Regions from separate parts of the Mus musculus genome. Here region 1 is linked to region 2. Evidence: chromatin contacts called from public ChIA-PET data. All regions are on one chromosome and are shown on one strand. Each heading gives the region's core, a stretch centred on a gene start, on an enhancer-like site or on the middle of the called end of the contact. The rest is flanking DNA. Distances are from core to core; before and after follow the strand shown. Region 1 holds the start of Mrps6 (mitochondrial ribosomal protein S6). Region 2 holds the start of A930006K02Rik (RIKEN cDNA A930006K02 gene).

Region 1 (6,746 bases), core at 3,970-6,469, 590 kb before region 2:
GCTAAAAGAAATGTTGAGCCTGGACAGTGTCCATCCTGTGAAGTACTAGATGATAAAGCAAAAAGGGTCATACAACCTTACTTTTCTCATTTCCACAGAGCCACAAATATAGCTCATTTTTCTCAACCATGAAATGTAAAACTGTTTCTCAGGACATGGTGGAGAAAAGGTGAGTGGCAGGCGAGCCAGTGTGCAGACTCTACTTCAGAGCAATGGAAGAATAGGAGGGAACCAGCTGAACCAGCTGACTGCCCAAAAGTTTTCCTTTTATGCAAATTAATAACCTACCAGGCATTTATTTGATTAGTTCCTTAAATTTGATTTCCCTAGACAAAGATAATTACATGTTTTACAACAAATCTGATGGTTTAACAAAATGGCCTCAAATGAAATATTAAAAGGAGATACCCCTGGGCTGGAGAAATGGCTCAGTGGTAAAGAACACTGACTGCTCTTTCATAAGTCCTGAGTTCAATTCCCAGCAACCACATGGTGGCTCACAACCATCTGTGATGGGATCTGGTGCCCTCTGCTGATGTGTCTGAAGACAGCTACAGTGTGCTCATAAACATTGATACTACTTTTTTTAAAAGGAGATACCCTTTTCTTTTGAATATATAAACTCATGAGAATATTAAACAAATTCTAGTGCAAAGCCAGTGACTCAGTCAACTAGAAAGCCCTCCTATTAAATCAACTGCCGCTGGCTTTTACACATCAAAACCAGACATATGCATCCTCCTCTCTCCTCTCATCCCTGCACCCCCAGCCAGCCAGACTTCTGTGTCCCAAAACTCATCTACTAAATATGACAAGCAATAGCACATCATGGAAAGTATTACTTTACAGGTCAGCTCTCAGTGCTGTTGACTATTTTAAGGTGATTTTACACAGAAAAGATCGAGTAGAAATTTCCATGTAAATCCGGCCTAGGCTTTAACTCTACAGCAGACGTTAGTAATGCGGCATGAGTGCAGCTGGGGTAGAGTGGGGTCTCTCACAGCAGTGTCAGATCTACAAACCATGTTGACAGGAAGGACTCCTTACCCCACGCCATCCTTGTTCCTTAGCTGCAGCTCAGGGGCAGGCACAAGACTCCTTCTATCACCTTCCGCTGTAGTGAGCTGTAACCCAAGAGGACTTTAATGCCAAATCAAAGTACAAAATTGTTCACAAAGCTCTTTTAAGTGTGCAGCTTCAAGCAGAGCACGAAGAGCGATCATCAAAGATACAAGCTAAGCTATAATGGTCGGGCCCAAAAAACCAAGAAAATGACTGATGGGATCACCTGACAGCTGGACACTTCCACCTGAACTTCTACATCAACTAACAACAGAAATCTCACCATGTCGTACTTATCAAAGGTTGTCAAGCAGCCCCATCTGGGAGCTCTGAAAAGCTATCCATTCTAGTATTACTTCAAGAATTTCTTGGACACAGCTCTAGAACATCTCAAAACACAGCCAGGTTGTGTTATCAAAGAGGCCAGGGTGAAAGAAAGCATATGAAACTCTTCAGCAGCCAGGTTTTAGAAACATCAGTGCCTTCTGCATCCTACAATTATCAACAATCTTCTGTAGCTAACTTCACAGTATACCATAAAAGACTTAACCTGCAAACCACTTCAGTGACCTACTGTAAACTATACTCTGCTTTTTACTAAAATTAAAAATGGAGAGTACAGAACAAAGCTTAAGGTTTAATGAGCGAGCTTTGTCCTTTACCCCCCTGGAGCACTGCTGCTGCTCTCTGCCAACAGGTTCTTAGGCATTCCAGGCAGGGAAGGCACTGTATTCCTCATCTCCGTGGCTCCACTACCAAGTGCTGTGACCGCGGACATGTACCACCACGCCCTGCGTGCGATTCCTAGTTTTAAAAATCCCTACATACAAAGGGACATACAAATGCTATCTTACTGTACATTCAGCCATTTAGTAATTAAACTAGGTGCTATTTAAACCATTCACACACAACGATTCTTGAGTAATAATGACATGATTTCAAGAAATATTTCCTCGGGGCTGTCACAAATCTACCCCATCAGTGACCAATCATCTGACCAAAAGGGTCAGGCCTAACAAAGGTCTGAACTATGTAACCAAAGAATATTTACATACTGCACAGATTCTTCTTCTACACCCACTTCAAGTATTAAAAAACAAAACCTATGAAGTCCTTTAGGGCTGGGTGTGGCTTTATCCATTGGAACCCAGAGCTCTTTCACGAAGGGAGAAACTGCAGAGTGACGTCCAGGAGCTCGAGAGAAGCAGGGCATCAAGTATTCCCAGGCTCACCAGCCTCCCTCAACCACCTCAAAGTCCTCCCGAGCGAGCGAGCGAGCGAGCGAGCGAGCAGGCGGAGGTGGAGAGCAGCCTGCGCTCACTGCCCCACAGGCAATCCTTGGGAGAAGACGCTGCTGGCATCTGCAGCTTGGTGTTCCCTCTGCAGCTCTGCCCTTCCTGTTTTCTCTCCTGAAGCCATTAGAAGCCTGGATAGGAGCTTCCAGTGTCAGCCAGTGTCAGCAGCTCTCCTAGTAAGGCACCTAAGGCTGTTGGTCCTAAGCAACTACCTTTCCCATGGCTTGTCAGCACCCCCAGAGCCCAACTCACATCCGCCGTGCCATTCTACCATACTCCTCAAGTTTTTATCCTGGTTTTTATGCCAGAGAATACAAAATTACAACTTTGAAATAGCATTAAAATCAAAGTGCACAATCTTGAGGACTGTGGTCTGCACCTGTAAACACACAAACCTCGAAATGCATCAAAAACAAGGGCTCGTGAGAATCAAGCCAACTGCAGACTGAGGAGACAGCCCTAGAATTTTTACAACGTCTATCCTGAGGTCTCAGCCTGAGAACTCTCACAGGCAATCTGCTACAAAGGCACTCACTATGCTATGTCAACATGCATCTTTACATTTAAACTCTAAAAGCTCAATTGAAGTAAGTCAAGCCTGAAGTCAAGGACAGTAAAATAAAGTAAGAGTCACAATAGGGAAGACAAACTAAGACTGCTTTGTAGGCATAGGAGAAACAAGAGTACAATGCTGGGTGGGAGACAGGGTCTCTAGGAGACTGCAGTCAGTCTCTCAACTCCCTTTTCTGCTTCAGCGCCTGCTTACTCCCAGCCCTGGAACACAAGGCTCTTGGAGGAGAGGAAGGAGGGAGAATGCCGTCACATGGAAGGGTGCACTATCAGGCATCCAACATGCATCTCAGAACTCTGTTTAGAAAGCCTTCCCGCTACAAAAGCTAACTGTCCTAGGTGGGAGCTGTGGCTTCCTAAACACCTGCTCTAGGTGTTCAAACCACTGTGCCATTTTCTTTTAAAACAAAGTGCATTTTCCTTTACACCCACAAGTACATACCCTGTAAGAATTCAGTTTTCTAAAGCTGAAAGCAAAAAAAAAAAAAAAAGTCTAGTCTCTGCACATCTTTACTTGTTTACAACCTTCTCAAAGTCAGAACGAAAAACCGAGGGTTGTCATTTTATCTAGTTTCTTTGGGTCTGTAAGGATCTTCACACATCTTCCACACTATGTTTAAGCACCTCTCTTCCGTCTTCACTCTTCTCTAAGGTGCTTTGAACCTACCCTCAGGCCAAGATTTTGAGCAGGTTACACCCGACTTTTGAATCAGAGTGAACACATATTCACATCATGGTAAAATACATTTAGCCAGTGTACTGGGCAGCCATGCTAAGCAAGAGTCTCTCATTCAAAGGAGTGCAAAGGGTCACTGCTACCTCACACCTTGAGGGAATGAATCTTGGTGGTCACATTTTTTCAGTTTCTAACATTACCTAAAAAGTATAAAGGGAGGCTTAAGTAATTTCCATTTAATCAGAAACAGTCCCTTTTTAATACTTTCTCGACCCTGACCCCTCTGTTGTTCCTATTCTTTTAACTCTGTAAAACCCAATGAGGAAGGAAGGTAGATAAAGTATTACCCAGAGGTGAGACAATGTTCTCCCGGAGCCAGGGAGTCAGTAAGCTTGGGGGCACAAACTTCAGGACCATCAGGTGGCTCTGGTGTCCTTTCCAAGCCAACCCTGTACAAGGCACACCGAACAATCTCCTCCTGCTGCCTGACTGTTAGCTGTTCACCAGAGCCTAGCCCGTGACCCCTGGCTTAAGTTGATTCAAACTGAAGCCACTACTTGAAATTGACCCAAAGCCTACATGCCCAGGGCTAGAAGAAAGCTGCTTCCAAACGCTCAAAAAAAGGACAACGGTTGCTTTTGTTTTCTTTTAAACTGTACCTGCTAGGGAAGGAGAGTGCGTGAAAGCACACTACATTACCGAATTCTCTCAGAAGAATGGGGATTTCAGCGACGACTGACTGACTCAGAACATAGCTGCCTCCGCCGGCCGCCGACCCCAGTCCGTGACCCGGCTGCTGGTGGTTTATCATCCCTCCAAACCTGAAAGTCCCTACCTCCAGATCAATCAAAAGCTGGGGGAAGGCATGTCTTCGGAAACACAAGCAAGGCCACAACTTGGATGAATAAAACTGGGCTAAGGGCACCCGGAGCAGGATTTCCGCTGGAGTCAGAAAAAGAAAGGTCAAAAGATTTTTTTTTTCTTTTTGGTGTGATAGCGGTGACAAGTGCGTGGGTACACAGCCGGCACTGGCGGGCTTTGGAGGAAGGCTGTAACTGATCGCGGACGCTGAGGGCAGGCGATCGGGACCAGCGGCCGGCGGGGACGACGAGCAGCTTCTCGACGCGTGGGCGCAGAGCGGGGCTGGCCTGGGTTCTCGCGCGTGTGTCCTCCCGCAGTCCTTCCATCGGACTCCGGAGAGCCGGGGTCCGAGGCCCGCCCCGCCCCCTGCTCGGCACACCCCCTCCCGCGACCGCGCACACGCGCGGGCATACACACCCCCCGCCTCCCGCGCGCACGCGGCCGCGCCGAGCGCCTGACCCACGCGCCACCCCCCCACTTTGCGCCCGCGACCACCCGCGCACCGCGCGAGAGGACCCGGTGTCCAGCAGGCAGGACACGCGGGACTGGGAGGCCTAGAGGCGGCGGGGCGCGCCCGCGCGGGAACTCGGTCTGAGGGAAGGTCACTTACCCGCCGCATGGCTTTCAGAATCAAAGCCAACTCGTAGCGGGGCATCGCCCAGGTTGGCGGCGCCGAGTCCAGGAGAGCCGGGGTCGCGAGGGCGGGGACGCGGGGCGCAGAGGAAGACGAGAGAGGAACACGGCCGGTCAGCTCCCGGACGGCGAAAGCACCGTGCGACCCCGCGAGGCCGGGTTTAAAGGCTCCGGCAGCTGCGCAGACGGCTCGCCCCGCCCACCGAGAGCCCCGCCCACCCGGCACCGCCCCGCCCCTCTCCCGGAGGGCGCCTTGCACTTGCACCTCAACGGCTTCCTGCTTGCCCTCCCGGGCCGTGTCTGTGTCCCCCGAGCCTGCGGAGCGTGGACACGGTCTCGAGCAGCCCGTCGGAGGCCGTCTCCTCGCTCGGCACGCACCCGCTCCCCGCCGCCTCCGCGCCTACCAACCTTGGGCTCTGGAACCCGGTGGAACTTTCCAGGCCTCCCCGCCCACCCTCCCTTCCCGGGTGCTAGGCGAGCGAGTGCGCGTGCGCCGCGGTGCGGTGCGGTGCGATGCGGTCTGGCTGCTGTGTGCCCCTCGCCCGCGTCTCCAGGGAGGAAGGCGGGGTGCTAAGGAGTGACTGCTGCACCAAGCCGCAAAGAAACAAGCCTGGAACCGAAGGGCTATGTAGGCATTTGCTGTGTGTGCCTAGCCTGACCCAGAAGCAGGTTAATGCTTCGACTCTCGCCAGTTATTCTTTAAATATTATCCTTGCTTTTCTGGTAAAGGAAACTATGGATTCCCTGAAACACAGGAGTAAGGAGGGGCTTCGTAGAGGGTCCCAGGTCCAGCACTCCACAGCGCGCGCGCACACACACACACCCATACACGCACATATAGAGCTAACTCGGGACTCCCCTCCTTCTGCCCCTGCTCCTGTTTCTTAGCTCTGGAAGGCACTAATTCCGCTGCAATGGTTGTCTTCTGCTCCCACCTTACTCCAACTAAAAGGGTCTTTAAGTGAAATGTTCTTGTAACTTTAAAGTGCTCTAATAATAATTTACTAATAATTTACTGAGGGCTTACTGTCTGTAGCAGGCACGACACTGAGGCTGTTTGTTCTCACTTTAGCTCTGTGAAGCAAATCGTACTACTCGCCCTATTTTAGGTATTAGCAAACAGAAAAATGCAAGGATAATTTAATTAGTCCAAGGTCAAACACAAACGCGTGGAAAGAAAATTTTGTGTCCAGAATGTCTGAAGAATAGTTTCACTGCCTACACTTATGAACCTCACCCCGTCCCCCATCTTACAGGCCAAGATGTTGGTCTTACTCAGTGGCGTTGGACGTCTTTGTAAAGCACACATGGAGACTATCTTTGTCACCTCCTCCACAGACCAATCTCCACAGAAGATTATGGTTTTGAATACAACCTAGGATACCTGGTTTTTTTAACATTTTCATTAACATTTCAAGGTTTGTCCTGTGCCCTTCAACACAAACTACAAAACCACCTACTTAGCATCAGCCACACACCTGGTTGGTTGGATTGTTTTGTTTTGGTTGTTGTTGGGGGTCTTTTTAGTTTGTTTGTTTTGGTTGGTTGGTTGTTTTTTGTTTTTAAGCAGCATGCTACCAAAAAAAAAAAAAAAAAAAAAAAAAAAAAAAAAAAAAAAAAGACACAGAAGGAAGAAAGAATTTCTGGAC
Region 2 (7,065 bases), core at 3,444-5,943:
TATTCTGTTGAAAGAGTCCCATTGCCCACTAAAAGGGAGCAGCCCGTGGCTGCTCCACTTTAGTGTAAACCTGTTATCTGTGACACAGGCGTCTCCATTCTCAGGAGGTTCCAGGTCTTCTCCACCTACGAAGCCAATGAGCAGCAAAATGGTTATTTATGAAATGTACAGATATTTTATGAAATACTAATATAGATGACAGGGCTGAAGACATGCAGACGGTGCAGCATCTACGGCAATCTGATGGGTGGGAACTGTAGTCTAAGGCCCTCATGGATGTCTGGAACTGAAGACAGAACCCTGCTTTAGCCAAAACATTTTTTTTTTTTTTGCTACATAGGTATGTATATGGTTATTTTAACTTTTAATGGGAAAAATAGGCACAATAACATATAATCCAAATGGCACAGTCTTTGACTTTAAACATGAGGTTTATAATTGTTGTATTGAGCCTTTATTAATATATAATGCCTTGTATCTCGTAGCCTTAAAGTGTGAGTTAGACACTTCCAAAGAAGCTACATCGCGATAGGACACTTCAAGCGAGGACCATAGTTAGACAGCTTCTTCCTCCAATAGGAGTGAGAGCTCAGGCCCATCTGCACCTCAGGCACGAGGAGGCTTGGGACAAAGGCTGCTCCAGAGCCTTCAGAAACAATTGCCAGTGCTGGTCGTTTGATTCTGACCTAACACTTCCAGGATTAGTAGGTAGACAGTAGAGCTCTGATTCAGACAGTCTTCCAAGAATGAAGTAAGTTGCCATTTCATTTGGTAGTTGGGTCCCCTTACTCCTTTAACATGTCTATGTAAGCCCCTCCTCCATTCCCCATATTTACAGAATATACTGGGATTATTTGTCCTGTGGTTATAAACATTCATATAACTGTACAGAGAATCTCTTGTGCATGGTATGGAAGCATCGCCTGCCAATAAAAAAGCTGTTGACTTGTTAGGTTAGGCAGGGAAGAGGAGGTTGGAGTTCCAGCAGGGAGAGAGAGTTCTGGGGTAGAGTCAGGCATGGGAAGAGATTCACCCTGAGTGTTCATGGTTAAGGTTGCATGAACCTGAGGAGAGGAAACTAGCCACATGACAGAACTTAGAATAAAACAAATGGTTATCTGAGTTACAAGCTATCAGAAACAAGCCAGAGCTTTTAGCCTAGGCATTTATTCTTAAATAATTCAATTAAATTATTTCAGGACCTTGGGAGCATGTGGATAAGCCCATGGTTTAAAAATGGCGCCCAATGAGGGGCTCTTAGAATCCAAGCTTAGAGCCTGAGGAAATAAATCCCAGGTGAAAGGCAGGAAAGAAGCACTTCCCAGAGCAGTTTCCTAGTTGGGTGAGAAGCTAAAAACACTGAGAGAGACCAAGAGGAGGCCTGTGAGCTAAGGCAGCTGGTGGGTGCTAGAGCTGCCTCTCGGTCTCTCTTGCACTAGAGCCCACAGGTACAGTAGCTGTGGCTTCTCTAAATGGTGATATGGTTCCAGAGGAAGGCCAAAAAGTACACTTAAGAGAGCTAGACAGCCCAACTTGGGTCCATTCAGGAAAAGCCTATAACCACTCACAGAGAGGGACAGCCCCAAAGTGGGTGGAACCACGAGCCCACCAGCCTGTTAGACAGAGCTATGGGGATGGAGTTAGCCACCATAGACACGTGCTGGTTTGAGGAGCCTGCAGGTTTCCCCAGAGCTGCAGTGGGACTAAAAAGTCTAAAACTTCTGAACTGGTACAATATTGAATTTAAAAACAGTGTAAGAGAGAGTATCTGGGTATACATAATCATAGGAAAAACAAATAGTTTAAATTGGTAAAATAAAGTCCTTAGAGAATTAAATAAATTTAAAGAAATAATCCGTGTAAAGTTGGGGGCACAGTGACACAGAACTTTCGGATCCTGCATAACACCAGGGTTTAAGGAAAGAAACAAAGCGGGGAGAGTTAAAGACCTAATTGGAACTGACACATTACCTTATGATTACTGTCACGTTGGTAATCCTTATTTTAATCCTGATAGCCAAGATGGCTTCTTATGCCTTCTTAAAGAAAACGGCTTTAGAGAGACAAGAAAACAAGAAAAAAATGAAAACTGGAGACAAATTTTCTACATCAAAATGAGGATGAGCTGGGCGTGGTGGTGCATGCCTTTAATCCCAGCAGCACTTGGGAGGCAGAGGCAGGTGAATTTCTGAGTTCGAGGCCAGCCTGGTCTATAGAGTGAGTTCCAGGACAGCCAGAGCTACACAGAGAAACCCTGTCTTGAAGCGGGGGGGGGGGGGGGGGGGGGAGAATGAAGATGCTGTAGATACAATGATACTAAGATGCTGTAGATACAATGATACTAAGATGCTAGAGATACAAGAAAGAGAGAAAAATGAAAAGTGGAGACAAACCTGTGAAGGGAAATTAGAAAAAGTTTACAAATAAGAATGTACATACTAAGATGATTTAAAAAAATTGAAAATATGAAAATTGGAGACAAGTCTTTGAAGAAAAATAGATTATATATATATAATTGAGAAAGACACTAAGATAGAGACAAAGGAAATGAGGCCAGAACCTATATCACCACCCATGGAAAAGGGCAGTCTGTATCTGTTTAAAAAAACCAAAAACCAAAACCATAAAATGACTTTCCCAGCCCTGTTAAGGGAATTAGGAGGAGATGAAAGAAATCCACAGTTATCAAGAGTTTGGGTGGCAACCTAGAGCGACACAAGATTTTAAAAATCAACACAAGCAAGTCTGGGAAAATGGCTCAGTCAGTAAAGTGTGTACAGAAGTCTGAGGAGTCACTTCCTTAGCCAGGCATAGTCATGTACCCACAAGCCCCAGGCTGAGGAGATGGAGACAGGAGGATACCTGGCATTCACTGGACAACCAGTTCAGCTGAATTAATCAGCTCCAGGTTCAGTTAGGGACTCTGTCTCAAAATAAATAAGATGTAGAACAATGGAGGAAGACGCCTGACCTCTGACCCCCACATCCGGGTGCAAAGCAATGTATACAGCTGCACAGGAAAACACGCAGGCACAAACACTAGGGCACAAAACAACACCAACAGCCCAACAGTTGCTAAGCAACAACGCTCTCTCCTCTGGACTGACTCTGAAGGAAGGACATTCTTCTGCTAAGCCAGAAACTGGCTGTACAGTGTGAGTAGGCGACTTCGTCTTTCAGTGCTGCAGCTTCCACTCCTGTAAAATGGATAGTAGCTGAACAGAGAGCTAAAAGTTTAACTAGTTTACGCTTTTAATGACTGGTGTAATCGTTAACTGGCTGAAAGTTAAATGAGTTTACACACTTAATGACTGGTGTAATTGTTAACTGGCTGAAAGTTAACTTAGTTTATACACTTAATGACTGGCATAACTGTTAACTGGCTGAACGTTAAATTAGTTCATACACTCAATGACTGGTATAATCAAGATCCTATCAGACGCGCCACCTGGCCATCCACTTCAGCATCTTTAATGTAGTTCCAGGAGACAAGCTCACATCACCCAGCACAGGGTATGGTGCTCCTGAGCCGCTTTCCTCAATTACCTCAGTGTTGGATTGCAGGCGGGTGCCACCACATTTTGAGTCATTTTTGTTTTTAATTATGCGTGTGTGTGTGTGTGTGTGTGTGTGTGTGTGTAAGTATATATACGTGCAGAGGTCAGAAGATCAGATTTTCCTGGAGATGGAATTAAGAGGCTGTAGAGCACGGGTTCTCAGCCTGTGTGGGTCTCCATCCCTTTCACATGGGTTGCCTGTTATGATTCATAACAGTAGCAAAATTACAGTTATGAAGTAGCAGCAAAATAATTCTATGGTTGAGCCTCACCGCAGCACGAGGGACTGTATTAAAGGGCTGCAGCATTAGGAAGGCTGGGAAACACTGCCCTAGAGTTAGCCACGACGCCAACAGCAGTCCTCTGAAAGAGCAGCAGCACCAGTGAGCCGTCTCTTTAGCTCCTGAAAATTAATTTCTCAATGTACACCCTGCTCAATTGTTAATTTTACATGAACATAGACATAAAACTCTTTTCACCCTGAGCTGAACATAAAACTTTCCAAGAACAAAGGTTCCAAAGCAACCCCCTGGGCTGTGTCACGCTGCTAGCATGAATTCCACCGTGTGCCATCTTCAGGGTGAGACCTGGGGCATCACTTACCTCCCTGAGAGGAGTCGGAACTTATCTCCAGGAGTTCTGGCTGGGATGCCGGGCTGTCTTTTTTGGTTTTATTGTTGTTGTTTGTTTGTTTGTTTTCATCACTATGAAGAGATCTCTCTTGTCTCTCACCCTTAGAGCAGTCGCCATTCTCCCGATGTAATTAGCCCAGTGGTTCCCTGGCTTATTTGTTATTGTTTTGTTAGCCTGCTCGACTGTTAGGAGTGATACTCTCATCTCACTCCTCCGTTAACCCGGGACAAACCGCACTAGGGCTGGAAAGCACATTTCTGCTGCTCTCTGGTCTCCCACCCACCAGCCATCCCAGGCTCGGGCCCGGGTCAGAATCCCAGGCTGGAGCAGAGCCATTGGGCGGGCGTCGGGGTGAGAGCGCTGGACTCAAGCTACCTGCGCCCAGCAATTACTCCCCGTTGCTCGGCCTTCGCTCACCTAAGGCTACGGGCAGAACCCGAGGTGCCTGGGCCAGCAGCACCAGAGACGCCGAGCCTACGACAGCCCTACCTCTTACGTCTTCTGTCACTTCAAGTGACGCGCCAAAAAAAATCCTTGGCCCATTGCAGCCCTCCTAGCAACACCCTCCAGCCCGGGCTCTGCCCTTCGGGAACACCCCATCTATTTGCTCCGCCCCCGTCCCGCCCTCCGCTCAGGCCCCACCCCTCGATGAAAGCTCCGCCCCCTCTGCAAAGGCCCTGTAGTATGCAGTCACTGTCCTCTTAATTTCCGTTTCCTGACAGGTCATGACCCTCCCCACTTCCGGAAGCCCACCGTTAATTGTTCCAACAGCAGAGGCGAACTCAGTTTGCTGCTAGAGCGCCTGCTCAGAGTTCCTGCACTGAGCGCTTTCGTTTCTTGGTTTTGTGTGTGTGTGTGAGCTATGGCTCGTTCCTCAAGGGCTCTCTTGGAACCTAGTGTGGGAACCCACGGGTGCCGGGCACCCTCGGTGGTATCAGAGAGGCAGGTAATTTCCAGTGTGCGGAGAGGTGACATCCTAGGGGCTGGGGTGGTCTGAGATTATGGTTCCCTGACACCTATTCGTAAAGAGTTCGAGCCTGCGTTTGAGAAGGTTATTTACTTACATACCTCAAGACTACGCTATGGAAATAAAATTTAAAGATGATGGATGAGGACATCGGCAGCTTCTGGACAAGCATGCATGGGATCCTGGGTTCAATACCCCGTGGCAGCAAAAATGAAATAATTGAATCGGGCATGGTAACACATGTTTGTAACCTCAGCAGGTAGTTAGCAGGGTGCCCCCATTATATTGGGAGTGGAGAGCCAGCCTGGGCTGCCAGAGAATCAATCTCTCTCTCTCCCTCTCTCTCTTCAGATCTTCTTAGGGTTATTATTGCAGCTATGACAACTGTTGTTAAAACAAGACAAAGAGGCTCAAACCCAAGCTCCTTGAATGACAAAAACGAAAGAATCAACCCCCACGACTGTTTGACTCATGAAATGAACAAGTCCTAAAGATCTGTGGATCCAACAGTTTTTGGTCGTGGCTACTAAGTCATTGGGAAGAACCTTACCAGTGACACATACTTAAGGTTGTTAAAGTTTCTATTTCCCACTGTCCAAGAGTTCTTGCAAACTCGTTGGAACAGTGTTTCTCAACTTTTGGCTGGAGATCCTTATTCAAAGGTTACCTAAGACCATCTGAAAAGAGGTATTTACATTACAATTTATAAGTGTAGCAAAATTGCAGTTATGGAGTAGCAATGAAAGTTTTATGGTTGGGGGGTCACCACAACATGAAGAGCTGTATTTAAGGGTCACAGCATCAGGAAGGTTGAGAACCTCTGAGTTAGAACAACTGATACAGGGATCTATAGCTAAACAATATGAAGAGAGTGAGACTTTAGAGCTTAAGGTCTTAAATGTGATGTCTCCACCAAATCCCTCCCCACCAAGGCACAAGAGTCTAGGCCAAAAAGGAGGCAGAAAGATACAAGCGTCAGAGGTGACAGAGGACTGAAGGAGGTAGTGTTTTCCAGATAGAGCAGGACTGATAGACAAGTGAACTCAGAGACTGTGGCAGCACACACAAGGCCTGCACACTGTCAGCCACAGGGTATCCTGACACCGAGAGCAGGATGTGGACAATAAATAAAGGAAAAAAAGAAGGGGTCCAGCTTCTTCTTCTTCCTCTTCTTCTTCTTCTTCTTCTTCTTCTTCTTCTTCTTCTTCTTCTTCTTCTTCTTCTTCTTCTTCTCCTTCTCCTTCTCCTTCTCCTTCTCCTTCTCCTTCTCCTTCTCCTTCTCCTTCCCCTTTCCCTCCTCCTCCTTCTTTCTTCTTTCTTCTTCTTTCTCCTCCTCCTCCTTCTTTCTTCTTTCTTCTTTCTTCTTCTTTCTCCTCCTCCTTCTTTCTTCTTCTTTCTCCTCCTCCTCCTCCTTCCTCTTCTTCTCTTCTTCTTCTTTACTTCTTCTGGTTTTTCAAGATAGGGTTTCTCTGTGTAGCCCTGGATGTCCTAGAACTCACTCTGTAGACCAGGCTGACCTCAAACTCAGAAATGTGCCTGCCTCTGCCTCCCAAGTGCTGGGATTAAAGGCATGCCCCACCACTGCCTGGCGGGGTTGAGGTTCTTATTCTAGACAAGGGAGACATAGCCAGAGTCAGAGACATCTGGAAGAGTCCAGAGTGGACAGAGGGGCAAACTGAAGCAGTCATGTGAGGAGAGCCAGGAGGGGAGAGACACAGGGGACCCAGGAGCAGCAGCCAAGAGGGCAAGAGGCCAGTGTAGCCAGAGTGGCTGGGTTATATAAGGAGGGCCAGCTGGGGGAAGGGCAGCTCAGTCCAGGCCCTGGGCTGGAGAAGTTTAGCGTAGAGGACAGGAATGCCAGTCACGAGTACACTGTACCATGTAGGGACTTAGGGGTGCTGGGAGATC

Evidence for each region. ChIA-PET counts read pairs in DNA pulled down with a chosen protein or histone mark.
Region 1: a contact with region 2 is called in an RNA polymerase II ChIA-PET map of memory CD8 T cells, with 8 read pairs. The contact joins the promoter of Mrps6 here to the promoter of A930006K02Rik in region 2. A contact is called at or near these places in 1 of 484 Hi-C or Micro-C datasets (embryonic stem cells) and 1 of 115 datasets of contacts at active chromatin or transcription factors (memory CD8 T cells).

The regions. Positions count from the first base shown.
Region 1 is chr16:92,056,809-92,063,554 of GRCm38.p6, reverse strand. It overlaps Mrps6 (mitochondrial ribosomal protein S6), which reads right to left and starts at 5,219. Exons shown (of 3, transcript NM_080456.1): 1 at 5,075-5,219. The coding sequence starts at 5,119. It overlaps Slc5a3 (solute carrier family 5 (inositol transporters), member 3), which reads right to left and starts at 5,233. Exons shown (of 2, transcript NM_017391.3): 1 at 5,075-5,233.
Region 2 is chr16:91,462,732-91,469,796 of GRCm38.p6, reverse strand. A930006K02Rik (RIKEN cDNA A930006K02 gene) reads right to left here and starts at 4,693. Exons shown (of 2, transcript NR_077219.1): 1 at 4,161-4,693.